2 separate regions of the Oryctolagus cuniculus genome follow, and region 2 is linked to region 1. Evidence: chromatin contacts called from public Micro-C data. All regions are on one chromosome and are shown on one strand. The core of a region is the stretch at or near the end of the contact, and the rest is flanking DNA. Distances in the headings are between cores, read along the strand shown.

What was found. Hi-C and Micro-C count contacts between places; a contact is called where the count stands out from the background.
Region 2: a Micro-C map of ear pinna shows a contact between it and region 1, with 4 times the contacts expected there. The contact joins the promoter of LOC100338112 here to the promoter of DENND4C in region 1. A contact is called at or near these places in 2 of 6 Hi-C or Micro-C datasets (ear pinna and an unstated tissue).

What each region holds. Positions count from the first base shown.
Region 1 is chr1:182,183,919-182,190,789 of mOryCun1.1, forward strand. DENND4C (DENN domain containing 4C) reads left to right here and starts at 1,757. Exons shown (of 31, transcript XM_070052793.1): 1 at 1,757-2,164.
Region 2 is chr1:182,313,661-182,320,169 of mOryCun1.1, forward strand. LOC100338112 (small ribosomal subunit protein eS4-like) reads left to right here and starts at 4,793. Exons shown (of 2, transcript XM_017341018.3): 1 at 4,793-4,908. It overlaps RPS6 (ribosomal protein S6), which reads right to left and starts at 4,779. Exons shown (of 6, transcript XM_002708080.5): 1 at 4,640-4,779; 2 at 3,921-4,052; 3 at 3,203-3,413; 4 at 2,860-3,006; 5 at 1,556-1,713; 6 at 1,315-1,453. The coding sequence starts at 4,645. The coding sequence ends at 1,358. It overlaps DENND4C (DENN domain containing 4C), which reads left to right. Exons shown (of 31, transcript XM_070052793.1): 31 at 1-1,120.

The sequences.
Region 1 (6,871 bases), core at 507-3,006:
TGATGGCTCAAGTACTTGGGTTCCTTGTTACTCATGTGGAAGGTTCAATGTAAGTTCCCACTCCTGTCTGTAGTCTGGTTCTGCCCTGGATGTTGCAGGAATCTGGGAAGTGAACTAGTGGATAGGAAAATCCATTCCTGCCCCTTGCTCTGCCTTTCAAATAAAAACAAACTTCTAAAAAGCAAAAAAGCAAAACAACAACAACAACAAAAAAACCAACTCCCAAGCCCTGAGTATTAATGACATGCACCTATTAAGAAATCTTGATGTATTAAATATTTTAAAATTATTAGTTTATACTTTGAAAAAACGGGCAACCTAAATTTTAAAGCATCATATCCTTGTTTTGTCTTTTTTTTTAATTAAAGATTTATTTATTTGAAAGTCAAAGTGACTGGGTGGGTCTATCTACTTCCTCTGGTTTAGTTCCCAAATGGCTACCATAGCACCTGGTCCAGACAGGAGTCAGGAACTCCATCAGGCCTCCCACATCGGTGGTTGGGACCCAGATACACAGCTATCCTCTGCTGCTTTCACAGGTGCATTTGCAGAGCTGGATCAGAAATGCACCTACTCCAATACCTGATGGGCTGTTTGATAAGTGCAGCTTGAACGGCTGTGCCAGGAAAAAATGGCCCTAATTAGATCCTATTTAAAACATCTGCTGTCCCAATTGTCAATATCAATGATGGTTTCCAGGGATCCCCAAATGACTCCAAACTATTATTAAATAAGCCTTATTTCTATTAGTGTACACTTCTTAATTTTGACTGCTAACTGAATAAAGAGCTGAATAAAGAGCTCAAGTTATCTACATATGAAACAAACTTCAAAAATAAAGTGACAAAAGGGCACTTGGGAACCAGGTTTAATCTCACTTTTCAGCAAATACAAGGAGACAATCATTTTCAGGGAAATGATCATTTATGATGACAATACTCACCAGTCAGTCACAAATTTTGACCTGCCATGAATCTGTGAAGTTACTCGCCAAGTTTTTTGGCCAGGATGGAAAAAAAAAAAAAAAAGCTGCATTTTAAATCATGTATTTCTTCCCGAAGAGCTATAAATTAAAAATACTGTCAAAAACATTTTGGGAAATTTGCATTACGGCGAAAAGACTGCGTGAGTATGAGTAGATAAGGAGGCAGGAGACAGCTGAGTAGTTAATGAGCGCTTTCCACGTTTGGACGCCCATTCCGAAATCTCAGCTTAAGCAGCGAAACCGAGAGCCGCCGAGGACAGGGGCGCTGCACCGGGACGGGACCTCGGGCAGCGCGAGGCCGCAGGGTCTCCCTCAGGCTTGGCGCACCCCTCCACAGAGCCGTGCTGGGAATTCACTCCCAGTCTGGGAAGGAAACTTCACGTCTCTTTCTGCATTCTCCTGGTGGCCCTGAGCCGCTCGGCGTCACTTTCTCTGTCTTTGAAAACCCCGAGGAGGAGCTGCCGCCACCTGCCTAAGGCCAAGCCAATAAACCCACATCACACGAAGAGTCCGGGCCCTGCAGGAAGGGGTGCTGGCAGCGCCCTCAGAGCTTTCTCCTCAGCGGCTTCTGCCTGACCAGCCGCGCCAACGCGCAGGACCGGCTCGCGAGCTGCCTGGGTCGGGACCGCGCGGCCGGGGGTCCCGGCGAAGGCTCGCGCGGGGAGGCGGGGGCAGCGGCCGTGCGGCCTCGGCGCGCCTTGGAGGCGGGACCCGAGCGCTGCCCCGCCCCCGCCTCCTCCTCCCCTCCCCCACGCCCTTTCCACCCGCCCCCGCAGTAGGAAAGGGAGAGGGAGGGGGGAGGAAAGTGCTGTTCTGTGGAAAGGGGCGGAAGGAGGGGGAGAAAAAAAGAAAAAGGGAACAGAAACATGGCGGTCAACTCCCGGGACGGCCGCACCACCCGCAGCTCCTAGATAACGCGCCGCCCGCACGGCCCGGCTCCCCGAGTCCGAGGCGTCGGTCTGGGCTAGCGCTGCCGGCCGTTACCCCTCTTTGCAGGCGGCGCCCCTGGGGACTCGGCCCGCGAGGCGGCGCAGGCGCATACGGACCCTGGCGGCGGCGGTCGGAGCAAGTCCTCCGCCCTACCCTGCCGTGCAGAGGGCGCCCAGGCCGCGAACCCGCGCTTTCATGCCCCAGGAAGAAGCTGCGTCGCGGTGGCGCTGAGTGAGGAGCAGGCAGCAGGTGAGTTTGCGGCGCCGGGCCGCGCTCCGAGGCAGTGAGGGCGCGGGGCAGGTAGCGACTCGGGGGCTGGGCTCCGAGTGACCGGTCCGCGGGGGGTCGCCAAGGAGGCGGGGAGTTGCGGGGGCTCGCGTCCCCGGCCTACTTTCTCCCCAGTTTCCGGAGGGTGGGGAGTCCCCGGAGCCTGCGGGATGTGGTGGGAGCGAGGCTGCTCCAGGAAGGGCCTGCTCGCGCTGTCTCCCGGGCCCCTGAGAACCTCTTGCGTTCGAGCGCGACCGAACTGGGCCCGAGGGACTGTGGGGGGGCCGCGGCCGCCTAGGCGGGGAGGGGCGGGAACGGGGTTCCCACGGGGGAGTTGGGCCCGAGTGGTCGGGAAGTTGGAGCGGGTGGGGGGCCTTTGGAGACCGAGGGGCTCGCGCGGAGCAGCGAGGGGGTGGGGAGAGAGTAGAGAACAGGGGCCAGGGCAGGTGTCGCAGGTGAATTGAGGGCATTTCCACTCAGCCTTACGGTGGCCGAACGTCAGGGCTTCTTTGTTGGGGGTGACTTTTAGCGAGGCGGGTTCCATTCAAGTTGGGAGTAACTAAACAGAAATTAAGTCTTGAGCCCCTAGTGCTGACTCCTGTAGAGCTGTAACTTTTCTGCACTGGGGATGCTGTCAGTTCTTTTTTTCTCCCCCTTTTCCGCTTCACAGGCCTTTTCCCTCCCCAAGACCGTGCTTCACCAGAACAAATAAGGAATGACCCAGTTTTTAAATAGTGCCCCCCCTCCCCCATTGTGTGCTTGTTTCACACGGGAAAACTGAAGGCAGTTACCGAAGTTACTTGTGCAGATGGGAGGGAAAGTGTCATCTCCAGTCTGTGTGCTTGTGCCTCCAGCGGAGATTGTCAAGCATTGTAGCCTGAGAAACTGACCCCCTGAGCTTGTTTAATTGTGTGCAAACCCATGTTAAGGCTTCTTCTCAGACCCAATTTACGGTAGGAATAGCTCTTCCCTCTTGTCTCCCTGTTCACAGGGTGAAGGGCATAGTAAGACTGAGAAAGGCGTCAGCGCTAAGGCGCTAAGTTCTCAGGAAATACTTAATTTCAGATGGTCACTTGTATTAAGCTATACAAAATGCAGAATTTTTTTTTCTGTTCATGGAAAGCGCAAAATTGCGAAAGAAAAACTTAATCTCTGTGCATTAAAGGTTACCTATGGAAGGAAAAAGCCAATATTGTCTACCCTCTTTAAAAAGGTTTTTTCTTTCTTTCCTTTTTAATTCGAAAGGCAGAGAGAGCGCGCGTGCTTTCATTCACTGGTTCACTCCCCAAATGCCCCCAACAGCTGGGGCTGAGCCAGGCTGAAGCCGGGAATCAGGAACTCCATCCAGGCCTCCCACACATAAGGTGACAGGAACCCAAGTGCTTGGACCATCAACCACTGCTTTGCTGATGCAGTTAGTAGGAAGCTAGATTAGAAGCTGGGTAACCTGGACTCAAACCAGCGTTTTGATATGGGACATGGGAGTTCCAGATGTGCCACAAGGCTGACCCCCACACTCTATTCTTTGTGTAACTATTAAATTGTTGATAAACTACCTTCTTGGCGTGAGACTGGGGACTCAGAAATGGACTTAGAATTGTATTCATGTACATGATCTACTTCTCATATAGGTTTGTTTGACTCCCATTTCTGGTAATGGCAAAGGTTTTTCTGCCATTTAGTCTACATTTCTTCCTTTTTTTTTTTTTTTTAAAGATGTGTTTATTTTACTTGAAAGTCAGATTTACAGAGAGGCAGAGGCAGAGAGAGAGAGTCTTTCATTCGGTGGTTCACTCCCCAAATGGCTGCAGTGGCAGGAGCTGTGCTGATCAGGAGCCAGGAGCCAGGAGCTTCTTCCTGGTCTCTAACACAAATGCAGGGGCTCAAGGGCTTGGGCCATCTTCTGCTTTCCCAGGCCACAGCAGAGACCTGGATCAGAAGTGGAGCAGCCGGAATACGAACCAGTGCCCATATGGGATACCAGCACTGCAGGCGGATGCTTTACCCACTATGCCACAGAGCTGGCCCCTATATTTCTTTTCTTTGTTATCTCTTTAGCATTTTGCAAAACAGTTGATTGTGATTATAGGTCTAATCTTTTGTGTTACTGATTTTAGTGAGCTGGTTGTATATGTGTTGGATGACTTTGGTAAATAGCACTTCGTTCAGTGTATGCTGTTTAATTTGTTAATTTGGATAATAGAAAAGCTATGATGTTAGAATGTTGAAGTTGGGGAAATTTAAGCCTGTGCGATTTGTGAATGAATGCATTCTGATGTTGAAAGTAAATTCGGTATTTTGTACTACAAACTTGAGCTTTTAGCTAAAGAAATTGGCAGTAGGATTGGTGTGTGGAGACATTTTTAAAATGCAAGTATTTTAAATTACAAGGAACTGCAGTAGTGTATTAAGGCTGTAGGCATTCATGCTGCCAGGCTTGGAAGGTTATTTTGTTGAGGTGCTCTCTTATAATGAAACATGCTAATATTTAAGTAGCTAATTTGTAGCTATACACAAGGGAACTCACGGGATGAATAATAACAAGGCACCTTTCCTCTTTGCATATGTGTTAGGATCAAAACATCTCATATTTTCATTGGAGTTTCCTGCCAAGACAAATATTGGTTTTGTATTGGCTTTGCTGCTCAGTTTCAAAGTTAGGTTTCAGTCTTGTTGCTTGGACCTTTAAGTACAGGTTGTAAAGTAAAAAAGAAAGCTGCTGAGTCAGTGGCAGGTTGTATCATTTGATCTTACTGATTGGCAAAATGGAATATATGTTGTAATTTGAATTTCCAATATGATATGCTTGTGGAGACTTAGATGGGAAGGGCAAATAAACTTTCACAAGAAATGAATTAAAATATTTTCTTCTTCATGCTAGTACTACAAATTGTATGACTTTCAGCTTGACAGACTTGTAATGAGATGGCTCCTTGGCATTGGGAAATAATTTGTTAGGAGTTAAAATTTGATGGGGGGGGGGCAGGTAGTTGGCCTTAAGATTCTCCATTCCATGTCAAAGTACCTGTATTCAAATCCCAGTTCTGCTGTGTTTCCAACTTTCTGCTGCTGTAGACTCTGAGAGGTAGCAGTGCAAGTTCTTGGGTTCCTGCTTCCCATGTGGGTGACTTAGATTGAATTTTTGGTTTCCAGCTTAGTCTGGCCCAGACCAAGCTTGTGTGGACATCTGGGGAATGAATTAGCTGATGGCAACTCAGACTGTCTCTCAAATAAATAAAAAGTTAAGGAGCTGTCGCTGTGGTGCAATGGGTTGAAGCCCTCGCCTGAAACTCTGGCATCCCTTATGGGCGCCGGTTCTAATCCCGGCTGCTTCTCTTCCGATCCAGCTCTCTGCTATGGCCTGGGATAGCAGTAGAAGATGGCTCAAGTCCTTGGGCCCCTGCAACCACGTGGGAGACCTAGAAGAAGCTCCTGGCTCCTGGCTTCGGATTGGCTCAGCTCCGGCCGTTAAGGCCATCTGGGGAGTGAACCAGCAGATGGAAGACCTCTCTCTCTGTCTCTACTTCTCTCTGTAACTCTGTCTTTTAAATAAATAAAATAAATCTTAAAAAAAGTTAAAAGAAAATATTATTTTTAATAGATTTATTTACTTGAAAGGCAGAGTTACAGAGAGAGGAGAGAGAGAAAGAAACAAACAGATGAATCTTCCATCTGCTGGTTCATTCCTCAAATGACTGCAAGGGCCTCGATTGTGCCAGGCTGAATCCAGGAACTTCATGGGGGTCTAACATGTGGGTGCAGGGACCCAAGTACTTGGACCATCCTCTGCTGCTTTCCCAGGCTGGATTGGAGTAGAGCAGCAGGGACTCAAACTGGTACCAATATGGGATGCTGACATCACAGGCAGCAACTTAACCCAGAAAGCTACAATGCTGGCCCCTAAAAGAAAAGATTATTTAAAAATTGAGTTAGGGGCTGGCTCCATGGCTCACTGGGTTAATCCTCCACCTGCGACGCCAGCATCCCGTATGGTTCCAGGTTCTAGTCCCAGCTGCTCCTCTTCCAGTCCAGCTCTCTGCTGTGGCCTGGGAAGGCAGTGGAGGATGGCCCAAGTGCTTGGGCGCCTGCACCCGCATGGGAGACCAGGAGGAGCCACCTGACTTCGGATCCGCATAGTTCCGGCCATTTGAAGAGTGAACCAATGGAAAAGGAAGACCTTTTTCTCTGTCTCTCTTTCTCACTGTCTGTAACTCTGTCAATTAAATAAATAAAATCTTTAAAAAATAAGAGTTAAAACTTGGAAAGAATTCTACTTGGTACAGCTAGTACAAAATACTAGGTCTTTAGCATAAGATTTAGGAATTTCAAAATTAGATAATTTTATTAGTGAAACTTAAAATTTGGTATTGTGTGGGAAGAAGCTAGTTTATAAACTTGATTTCCTGCATATGTGAGTGTATGGCTATAATCAGGCTTAATGTGGTATTCGAAAACTTTAATTGGGAAGATAAAACATTAAAAGAAATTCGAAAGAAAAGTTTTAATTATTCTCACCTATTTTGTTTACATTTTTCTATAATCCTATGCTATGTGTATAATACTAATTACTATTAGTACGATAATCCTTTCCACAGTTGCATCAATTCTTTGGTTACATTCACATAACTTAGCATATTTTCTCTGGTGCTGTGTATTACTGTTACTTTATGACTTGGTAGTAGTCTAAAG
Region 2 (6,509 bases), core at 3,543-6,042, 130 kb after region 1:
CTGTTTACTAATGTCTAATGAAGATTTTGCAGATTTTATAGATTCTTCCAATAATCTGTTAAATTATTAGACATCAGGATTGATTTGTTAATCTTGAAGACATTTTCTAACACTGACCACAGAAAGGGTCATTTTAGAAATGTCTGCAGTGATTTTTATATAGCCTTTAAGAAATTTTAATCCTTAATCCTATAACTTTTTAAGAGGCATCTTTTGGCATTGGTTTTAGAATCTTTCCTAATCATATTCTTAGTTGTTCACCACTACCTTCATGGTTGAAGACTTTATAAGCATAAATATTCTGTAGCTCCAGAATATAGTTAACCTTTATTCTCAAGATTGAACATTTTGGCAATCTATGCTTGTCATCTTTATCAAATCTTTAATCTTAAAGGTGCCAGGAAAACTAGTCTAGGGGAGCCTAATTATGGCGAAAGATGTTCTCATGTGTGATAGGTAACTTGGGAGTAACTCCTATGGCTAAAACTTGAGTCCTTTTTCTTTAGAGTAACTTTAAAATGTTAAATTTCCCCTTTGGCTATTTCAAATCAATTTATTTACCTGCCATTAATTTCATGTTATCTGATATTACCACCCATTAAGATCATTGGTCTTACCAGGGAACTTATTACTAATGTACAATTTGGGGTCCCTCTACTCCATGAATCTGCATTTCAGTGATATCTCAATTTATGTACAGTTGTGGATTTTAAGACACTAAATCTCTAGGCTCTGGATGAAAAATTTACTGCTAAAATGCATACTCTAGAAAGTCGTTACTTAAACCTAATGTGCCTTTTGAGTGTCATGATAGCCTTTCAACATTATAACTAAACATTATAGTTACTACAAAAGCCATGCTATATTAGTATTTCTTGGTAGATTTTTCATTGACGTAAGAATGTTTTGAAGAGGCAGTCAACTGCTTTTCAAGTCAGTTTTGTTAATGCACTAAGTTTGCACTGGTTTTAAAAAGCTTTGTGAAAATTTAAAAAATGGTATCCGTTAGCTGTGCCTTAACAAATTAAATTCGCAGTGTCCACTTTCACAGGGCACTCTGCATATAATGTAAATATCTTTCAGAAAAAGTGTGTTCTTCAAAATAAACTGCATAAAACGATTAACAGTCCCAGTTATTTATTTCCCATGCTGTTCCTTGCCTTTCTTAAAAGAATCTTAATGTGCCATTCACTACCAAAAGAAACCCTTTATCTTGGCCATCTATTCCCACTGACCAGACTGCCATATACATACACCTCCTTTTTCCATGACCCTTCATTTCTGTAGTTACATCATCAATGAAAAACCAGTAAAGGAGATCTGAAACACAATCTTATTTATTTGTCGTTATTAAACCTTATTTTTGACTGGACTCAGATTTAGAAGTAGACGCTCTCAGAGAAGACAGCCTACGTCTCTTGGCAATCTGTTCCTGGCGTTTTTCTTTGGCCTCCTAAACAAAACAAACAAAAAAGCAGTTAAAGCTTGTCTGTACTGAAAAGATCCGTAACCCAATCCAAAGGCAGGCCTAATGCCCTGTCCACTTTGGACTCACCTTCATTCTCTTGGCCAAGAGTTTAGCATATTCTGCAGCCTCCTCCTTGTTCTTCTTAGTACGCTGTTTCTTCAGAGCAATTCGCCGGCGTTTGTGTTGCAGGACACGTGGAGTAACCAGACGCTGAATCTTGGGTGCTTTGGTCCTAGGTTTCTTACCTAAAAATCCAGACAGTTCAATTGAATATCAAATCAAATGCCCAGATTCATTAAGATCCACATCTTTAAGCATGCATATACTTTCTTCTAACTATGATATACACAAGTTTCAGTTATGTCTGAAAACTTAGTTGAGGCTTTTGATTTCTTAACTATTCTACAATTTAGGCTAAACCTCCACCCGCAGTGTCCCGTGTGTTGTTCTGATCCTGCTCTCAGCTTATGGCCTGGGAGAGCAGTGGAAGACAGCCCAAGTGCGTGGGCGACCCTTAAGAAGCTCCAGTCTCCTGCTTCATATCAGCCCAGTTCTCGCCAGCGCAGCCACTGGAGGAGTGAACCAGTGGATGGAAAACCTTTCTGTCTCTCCCGGTGTGTAACTCTACCCCTCAAATAAAATTAAAAAACAAAACAAAACAAAAAAACAAAAAAAAAAAACAACACCTGAAAAGCAGTCTATATCATCCTTGCATGTATGCACTGAGATCATTTATGTCTGGATCTGCTTCAGAGCAGAAACCTCTTCAGATGTAACCATTTTAAGTTCATGGACACTGGGAACACTTCAGGCTGTAAGATTAAACACTCAAGCTTCACAAGAATAGGAATTTTGTCTGTGACATATCCTTAGCACCAAAAACAGCACCATAGTAGGTGTTCAGATATTTCAATAATGAACTAAGAGCCCATACCATGTGCCAAGTGTAAGTTACAACAAATGTGAAATTATGTATCTATGTAGCATAAACATCGCACATTTCACTGTAAAAATGATCAGTGTTACGCATCACTGGCTAATTGTTCACTGGTGGCATGTTACCTAGTAATAGAAGAGGAATCTTCAAAAAAAATCAGACAATGCGTTATCACACAAAAAACATCTTGCATGGGTTCTTCAAAAACTTTACAACCGAAATGAAAGTGTGTGAGAACACTTGCAGTCACAACCCCACAATATCTGATCATTCTTGTGACTTCAGGCCCCCAAAACACAGCATTGAATATAAACAAGGATAAATACCTAGTGTGTAAGACACCTGCTTAAAAATTCAGAAGTGCAAATGCTCCAATATAAGGCACAAATTTTATCTGACATACACTATCTGCCCATGAAAAAAATTAAGCCCTAAATTGTATAATCCCTCCTACCTTCTTTGTTTAAGGGCTTTCTTACAACATACTGGCGTACATCATCTTCTTTAGAAAGATTGAAAAGTTTACGAATTCTGCTGGCTCTTTTAGGACCCAGGCGACGAGGCACCGTGGTATCAGTCAATCCAGGAATATCTTTCTCTCCTTAGAAGAGATAAGTGAACAAAGTTTAACTCAACAACCTCCTCATAATTAAGAATCCCAAACTGGCATGTTTATCCTATATTGATCACTTGTAACTGTACTGGTAGACAAGTTCCTCTGTCAAAACGGAGCTCCTTGAAATGAAAAAGTTCACTTTCCACAAACATCAAACTTAAGCAACATACATGCTTCTCACCTTTTTTTACAATAACCAAGTTGAGAACACTCAAATTGGCATCGACAATGCAGCCCCGAACTGATTTGCGCTTTCTTTCTCCAGTTCTCCTTGGTCTGTAACAGGAATGCCCCTTACTCAGCAGCAGGCGGACCCGCCCATGGGTCAAGACACCTTGCTTCATGGGAAAACCTTGTTTATCATTCCCACCACTGATCCGGACCACATAACCCTGCAGGAACACAATGACACAGTTACTGTTTCTACTCCAAATTTAAAAACGAAGAATTAGAAGCCTTAGCACACTCCAATTGTAGGGAGTGAAATTTGTTTTAAGTCTAATTGGAGGTACTCAACAAGTAGCAGTATTTTCTCTAGCTGCTAAACTGCCAAGTTCAATTAGCAAATTCCTTTCCAGTTCACATTTCTAGACTGTTTTACTAGAAACGCCACTAAGAACAAAAACATAGCATTTAAAAAATACCCCCTAAGTACTATCAGGACAGCGGACTATTTGACGTTTGCTTCCGTGCATAATCCAGGGAATCAAGCCTATGTAACTTCAGCTTTATTTTGCAGTGTAACTTACTACACAACCTTTACAGGTGACAGCTCCCCTTTGCAAGGTGACATTCTGAAATGACCCACCTAAGTCAGACTACAGAACTCTGTAGTCTGAATTGTCAATATCATTCACGGTCTCTCACTAAAATAGCTGCAACAACCCGTTAATTTTTACCTTCCATTCTTCACCCAGAGCGTCGGCAGCAACTTCTGTGGCCATACGCTTCTCATAGAAAGTACGAAGTTTACGTTCATCGTCCACTTCGATGAGTTTCTGGCAGCCAGTGGCTGGGAAGGAGATATTCAGCTGCAGATTAAAAAGGAGGAAAAAGCTTAGCAAGTCGCCTATGTTAGATAATTTAGAGCCTCCCACAACAGTCATTCATTGCAAAACGCCCTTCAAGTCACCCTCAAACAATCGGCAGAAATGTGAAATGCCGGTTTCACTTTTTAAAGAATCACTAGTAAGCATAGTTAACACCCAGCAAGCACCACTCTAGGTAAGCCACGTTTTCTCTAGTCCCGCGGGGCAGCTCCGCGGCCGAGGGCGCTCCGCTGCCGTTCACCCGCTCCACCAGGAAATATGATCTAGGTGGCGAAGATCAAGAGCCGCACGAAAGGGCAGCCGCAAACTGGGAAAAACGCCTGCTTCAGCCCAGGCTGGGCGCGAGATCGCCACCATGGCGCTCCCAGCCCGGCGCGACTCCAGCCGCAATCAGTCGTCATCCGCTCGCCCAGTGAGCTCTCTTTCCACAAGTACAAGTTTTTCCCCTGCCTCAGACCCTTCTCCAACAAGGGACAGTATCTTGAAGAGCTGGGACCGCGACAAAGCAGAATTCTGGAGCTCGATGCAAGTACCTCAAAGCTAGTTCAACACCCACAACCCCGACCTACCTTCATTTTGAAGCAGCTGACCGCCTCGGAGGCGCCAGGGGAAAGAGGCCCGACTTCCGCTTAGCTTAGATCACATAGGCACTTTCCGTTCTCGCGAGATGAACAGACGGCTGGTGTGGCGGAAGTGAGTGTAAGTGGGCGGGACTTCCGGTGGGGGGGTTAGTTGGCGCTAGAGACGCGAACTCCGCGAGCGTTGAGTAAGAAGTTGTGGCGTTCGCAAAGGTTTGGTGAGGCGAGCCGACGTTTAGTTGTAAGAGATAATCCTTTCAGTAAGTAGTATTTTCTGCGCTGTCCTGTGCCTTTTAGCTGTTCCGTGGCCGCGCCCCAGCTGAGTCCCGGCCACTGCATCCGATAACCCAAGAGTAGAAGGACAGGACCGGACTATCACAAAATGACCACCTCAGTCGTCTGTCGCCCGTGCCAACAACCGCGGTTACGCCAAGTCCACGGAACCGTCATATGTCTTCTGAAGTCTCCCTGCTTTCTCTGTTGTCTCTACGATCTTTCAAAAACGGAAAGTAGTATCACTGCCCTACTGGAAATGCATCAAATATCAGTGAAATACTGTCCAAAACCTTTGCCAGGGCCTCAAACTGTAAACAGTTTCTAACTGGCCTTTTGACCGTCGTTAAAGCCATGGCGGTCTTTCATATTAAATGCAGCCTCGTAAGAGACACCTTTCCCAACCACACTACCCAAAACACACATACTAATTGGCTAATACAGTGCTGTTCTATGTGGTACTTAATCATGAAACGTAAATGTGTTATTTATGGTCTACCTTCTCTACTAGATGACAATTTTAGTATACCCGGACACACCCAGATGCTTGATGCATAGTGAGAAAGGACTAGTAAATATTTTTTAAAATGTTTATTTACTCGAAAGAGTGATAGAAAGTTTTCCATTCAATTCCCAAATGCCTGTAATAACCAAGTCTGGGCCAGCCTGAAGCCCAGACCAGAACTCCACTGGGGTCTCACCTGTGGGTGACAGGAGCCCAAGCATTTGAGCCATCATCTGCTGCCTCCAGGTTGCATTAGAGGGAATCTAGATCAGAAGTGAAGATGGGGACTAGATCCAATCACTGAGATGGGGTGCAGGCATTCCAAATGGTGGCTTAACTCACAAGACAACACTCATCCCTTAGTAAATCTTCAAATGACAGTGATGCAACTCTTAGTAGTACAGAAAGATGTGGGAGAGAGAAGGTGCATTTGATTATTCCTCTAGAACATTTCTGGGAGAAGCAGGTTGGGGACCCAGGTGATCTAACTCAAGCCCACAGTCTTGATGAGTACACTGAAGGAAGCAATATTTATTGTCTATTACGTATTTTCTCCATATTTTATTTTCAAGAAAAATGTAACTACATTATATAAACAAAATAATGTTTATTTTCCAAGACTTTTGCATACCATCTGCTTTACTACAAAGTTTTGAATTTAGACCTGCTTTGCGTTCAAAGTTGATTCTACTGAATCCTGTTTGATTAACTTACATTAATTCATAGAATGTTTGCTAAAATGATACTTTTTAAAGCCTTTTATGTAATTTTTGTTCTAAAATTGACTCAATGTAAAATTAATCATTTTAAAGTGAACAAGTCCGTGACACTTAATACATTCACAATTTTATGTAGCCACCATTGCAGTTATCTAGTTCCAAAGTATTTTCCTTACCCTGAAAGAAAACCCCATGCCCCTTAAGCATGGGGCTTATTTCCAGCAGCTACTTGCAGACACCAATCTGTGTTTATACCTATGGTTTTATCTATTCTATATATTTCATATAAATGGACTATTATGTGACCTTTTGTATGTGTCTTCTAATGTTTTGAGGTCCATCCATGTTGTAGCATGTATCGCTA